2 separate regions of the Zea mays genome follow, and region 1 is linked to region 2. The links are chromatin contacts, called in public Hi-C maps. All regions are on one chromosome and are shown on one strand. The core of a region is the stretch at or near the end of the contact, and the rest is flanking DNA. Distances in the headings are between cores, read along the strand shown.

Region 1 (2,700 bases), core at 185-2,684, 130 kb before region 2:
CCCCTGCCGAACACAAATCTTATTGTCCCTTGGCTTCCGAAACCACGACATGTATGGACAGAAAGCTATTTTAACTATAGAGATTAGCCTGCATGCTATCAGGTTTACTAGTCTAAATGATCAAGATGTTGGTGACTACCATGATCTAATGATGGATAGTATTGATTTGGTGATCGACAAGAGGTTGATGGCTCTAAAGGAGATTGAGAAAGACAAGATCATAGTTGCCAAGGCTTACAACAATAAGGTAAAGGCTAAGACTTTTTAGGTTGGAGATCTAGTTTAAAAGACAATCTTGCCATTAAGGAGTATGGATGGACTGGAAGTTTGGCAAATGGTCCCCATGTTGGGAAGGGCCTTATAAAGTTACACAGGTGATCTCTGGTAACACATTACAAACGGTGCAAGGAGATAAGTTGCCCAATGCATTGAATGATCGCTTTCTAAAGTGATATCATCCTAGTATATGGTAAGATGCTTAGAGAACCGATAGATTCACATCGAGTTGTTTACAACTTGTACTAGGTGCTTTTGGTTCGCTTAAGCTTATCCAAAAGGTAGGAGGCATGTGTTGAGCACCATATTTGACATTTGGCACGGCTAGACGAGCTAGCCCCAGACGGTCCGCGATTAGATTAATTCGGGCGAGAGTCCTTTTCCTCGCGCGTGCTTATTCAACTCATCGCGTGGGAATCGGTTGGGATGCACCTAGGAACGGGTCCAGACCTCCCCTATAAATATAAAGAGGTACGACCGATTGAGGCACCACCTAATTAGATTAGTCTTTCTCATCTGCAGTCTTCACATCTCCTCGACTTTACGTCGTTTAGATATGTTTTGGGTGACCTGCCGACCACAGGACAACCCTATGATATTTTCTCCCTAATGGATCCCTTCCGGATAGCGAGATTCAGGTGCAAAAGATCCAAGAAGCCCTCTGCGCGCCTCGCGTACTTTCCGTCGCTCATACGTGAACGGTCTATGCGCAGAAGACCGAAACTCTCTACGCAGTCGCGAACAGTCCACACTCACACAGAGAGGACTCTAACGCCCCCTGCATCGTGTGACGCCAGCCCTAGAGTTTGTTTGTTGATTGGCTAAAAAACGAGCCAACGCCTAAGTTGAACAATGAAAAGCAGCTAGGATGCGAAAAGCAGGGGGCAGATAGAAGGTTTTTAGTTTATCTTTTTACTTCTTTGAATCAGAAACACATCAAGATACTAAGAATGTACTCCTAGTATAAACACACCCCGTTCAAACATCCTGTGGAAATGAAACAATCGGCATCGGAGGCCAAGAATGCTTCACGAGAGGCGGGGTGCGTCCCAGCGTCCCCACCAGGCCACTACAGTCCAGAGCCCACAAGGCATGGGCAGTTGGGCACCAAAAGACAGAAAAAAAAGAAGAAAAAAAAACCCCCGAAGCTGCGCGCGGCCGTTCTCGTCTTCCAGAAGTCTCTCCGTATCTCCCTCCCCGAAGCCCCGCCGGACCACCTTAACCTCCCCACCACAAGCCCGCACACACCATCCCGCTCCGCTCAAGTCGCCTCCGCATTCCTGCCCCCTCTACCCGCCCGCCGCCGCGCGGACGACGGGAGACGCCGGCACCATGCTCTGCCTCTCGCTGTGCGCACCGCACCTTCACCTCCACCTCCCCCGCAGCCCGACCGCACGACCCGCCGCCGCCACGTGCAGGAACGCGCGCTGCATCGGCGTCACGCTATGCCTCCGGATGCCGACGACACCGGAGGAACGGCGGCAGAAGCGCGGGCTGGCCCAGTTCCTGGACTTATCGGCCGCGCCGACACTCACGCCACCCGCGCCCACGCCCGTGCATCTCACGCCCGCGGCCAAACGGCGCGGGGCGCTGCGGGAGATGCGCCGGGTGTGGTGGGTGTGCGGGGTCGGGTACTGGGTGCAGGGGTTCCGCTGCTTCCCGTGGCTGGCACTCAACTTCCACCTCACGCGCGGCATGGGGCTCAGCCCCGCCGGCCTGCAACTCCTGCAGAACGCTGGGAGCCTCCCGCTCGTCGCCAAGCCGCTCTTCGGGGTCCTCTCCGATGCCGTCTACATCGGCCGCGCCCACCGCATACCCTACATCTCCCTTGGAGGTACACAGCCGATCCCTTTTTTGCTCCCCTTCCCCCGCTTATTTCTCGTTTTATTTTCTTATTATGTTCGTGCGACTCCAGTAATGTTGGAGTTGGAGGAAAGGGAATTATGATGTGAATGATGCTCGTCGTGAAATTATGTGCATTTCATTCAGTATTTCCGAATAAGCTGCAATTGTCTGCATCTCCATCTGGGTGAATTATCTTCAATTCATAAGCAAACTTGTGATCATCAATGTTCCCAACAATGAAACATTTGCAGCAGGAAATCTGGCTGTATTTCTCTAGTTGTCTGGCATCATATGTCACTGTTTCTTCAATTGTTTCTACAAAAGTAAGAATGAATTTTAACCTAAGAAAATATCTGAGCCGTTGAACACATTGAAAGCAACACCTAGCTACGAAAATTTCTGAGCCGCTGAACACATTGAAAGGGGCAGCTATTTCACGTCTCTTTCTGAAATTGGAAACACCCTGGACATTGCAGTTCAACAACTGCAGTCAATTTCTCATTACAATATGTGTGGCTGTAACCATCTGATTGTCAGATGAAAACATGAAAAAAAAACACTTTCAAGCTACTTCTGTTT
Region 2 (2,738 bases), core at 144-2,643:
TAAGAAAAAAAAGGGTGCTTAGTTCATAGTGCAGGTTGAATGTCACCATCTTCCTTCCAAAACAACACTGACGTCTACTCTGAGTAGTATAGTATTAGAGGACTGACTGGCATTAACAGCAGCGTGTTATAGTAGCCCACACTCTGATGATTGAGGGTCCGTAGGAGGGCGTGCGAGAAGGCAAAGTGTCGGCGGGACGGTCCTTGTGAAGTTGTGGTGGGGGCTTGGCACAGAGATGCAGTGACGAGCCTGTGTGGCTGTAGAGACTAGATCTATCTAGAGCGGCTACAGCTACATCTAGATGCCATTGTTCTTGTATAAATCCAGCGGAACTCGAGGGAAGCAGCGATGTCGTCATGCGCTGGTGGTACTAGTGGTTCATTGCACGAGCGTAGCGAAGCTAAGCTAGCGGAGGGGGGAAATGAAACCAGGGGGGGGTTGTTTGTTTGGCCACCTGAACCTTGCATGATTCGCCGCAATGAATCCCCGGCCAATCGCGCGCGTGCGGTAGTACGCGTACCAGTTGGGTTGGGTCCAGTCTACAGCCGGTTGGTCGGGGGATCACGTCGTGCGAACAATTGTTTTAAAAAAAAAAATTAAATCGCAACGGAAACAGAGCGTTTTGCGTCCAATTGTTATTATTAACTAGGAGTGTCTCCGAGCGAGACCCACTCAGTCAGGGACCCACCCAACACATGTTTCTGTCGCGGGACCGTATCGCAGCACGCGACTGCCGTCCGTAATCCCGTTTCCCTTTGCTACTGCTTCCTCGCTCGGTGTCGCTCGCGTCTAGAGTGTCTGATAAGATTGCTTACCTGCTAGTACGTATTAATTGATCCTTCACATTATTATGGATCGGACGGAGACTTGCATTTCGACGATGCGTCTGCCTTGTCAGGACTCAGGACTAGTTATTCATTCATTAGAGTCTTTCTTGAAACCGCTCCTCCGCCAAACAAAAAACAAAAGAAAGAAAGGCAAATCAATAAGGAGCTTTTATCGACCGTTAATTTCCTCTTGTCTAAAGCCGAAAAAGAAATCTCATTTAGTTTAATGAAGAACCCTAACGGCACGAAGCACCATATCGTCGTCGTCGTCGAATATTAACCCTCCTCCCCCTCCGTAACCACACCTTAATTTTGGTAGATGGTTTGGGCCCACCATCCTAGCACGAGCGATCGACTACCGATTAATGAAAATCGATTAGGAGTAGTTGTTAGGTGCCAATCGGCTATGCTCGGCTGCAGTTCATCAGTTAGCGCGGCCGGCCGGCGGGGCTGCCGCGCGCGTGCGCGGGCGTGGCGCTCGCTGCCCACGGAACGGAACCAAGAGAGATAGATAGATGAGCACGACGACGACGGACACCTCACCTACCTACCGCCCGTTTTGTCATGATACCGATCAGGATCAGCTCAGCTCCCCCGGCGCCCGTCGGTTGGTGCGTTCCTCTCATCCTACTCCTCCCCCCGCGCGCCCGTCAACTCGTCATCATCAATGCATCATACACGCCTCTACCTGCCGACTCTCAGCTACGCTCGTGTCGTGAGGACATCCATCAGCGCGGTGGATACGTCGCCAATTATTCCGGGTAACTAACCACCACAGTCTCTATAGTAGTGGGAGTGAGCTGCTTCTAGCCTTTCTTTCTCTTGTCTTGGCGTCCGCTCCTCCTCGTCCTCGGCATCGGCGTCCATGTTCGCGTGTGCAGCTGGGTTGCGTGGTGGTTACATGACTCACTGACCGACCGACCGACGCTTTACGCTTCTTTCCGCTGGTGACGCTGTCGCACGGTACTCCAGTGTAACACACGGCTAATATAATACAATGTAGGTGTCTAAACCCTGTGTCTTACTATATCCATTATATAGATAAGAGTATTCAATAAATTAAATTGACCAATCAACTAGTCTCATGTCTCGAAAATAAAGCCAAGACACAGCGTCTTTATCAAAATACATGTCTTGAGTTTTATTTTACATTTAGCTCTTTAGACACACTCTTTAAGCACACTATAACTCCGGATCCTTGCGACCACACCATTGTTTTGCTAGAGAAATATTTGAGCGCGTTCTTGAGCTCTAACTCTGTCGCTTGTCCACACCATTCTCTGATTTTGTTTGTAATCAATTGTGTAAGACGTGATAGACTCCAATTTATAAAGATTCCTCACAACATGATTTTGATATAAGGAAGATATATGTGGCACTCAAGTTTAATCTTTGGATCACTTGAGAGGGGTTGAGTGCAACCCTTGACCAAAGGAGGTCACCACAACCTGGAGTAGGCGTTGGTCGAACCACGGTAAAAATGGTTGTGTCACTTGTCCATTTACTTATGCGATACTATCTTCTTGGGTTCTCCATTCTCTTGCAATATTGCTCCTAAGTTTAATACACATCTTAAAGTAGCAATCAAGAGAAGAGTTCTCTCTCCATCTATCTTCTCATCCTAACTTGGTTTTAGTTTTTACTAACATTTGACTGAAGGCTTTGCAGAAAGCTTCGACATCAAGTCCAACCCCTTGACTCCATACAGCCCAAATGAAAATTCCTAGATGCACTATAGCGTTTGGGGTGAGTTGATGAAGGTATATGTTAAACCCGTTCAAAATTGCAACTACCGTCTTATGCAAAGGAAATGTAAGCCCGACCTTCAGAAAACTTCGAAACGCAACAACTTCATCCTCTCTTGGCTTCGACACTAAACCATCACCTCCTAGCCACACCAATCAACATTGT

What was found. Hi-C and Micro-C count contacts between places; a contact is called where the count stands out from the background.
Region 1: a Hi-C map of endosperm shows a contact between it and region 2, with 3 times the contacts expected there. The contact joins the promoter of LOC100284909 here to the enhancer-like site in region 2. A contact is called at or near these places in 3 of 25 Hi-C or Micro-C datasets (ear, endosperm and leaf).

Annotation. Positions count from the first base shown.
Region 1 is chr7:38,166,037-38,168,736 of Zm-B73-REFERENCE-NAM-5.0, reverse strand. LOC100284909 reads left to right here and starts at 1,434. Exons shown (of 2, transcript NM_001157804.2): 1 at 1,434-2,110. The coding sequence starts at 1,609.
Region 2 is chr7:38,039,801-38,042,538 of Zm-B73-REFERENCE-NAM-5.0, reverse strand. No RefSeq gene overlaps it. Among protein-coding and RNA genes, the nearest start is that of LOC541805, 16 kb to the right of the region's middle. Within about 2 kb of position 1,393, at least 18 of the 20 cell types and tissues checked have an H3K27ac peak or open chromatin away from gene starts, as enhancers often do. A contact at or near this core is called in ear, endosperm and leaf, where this site is marked.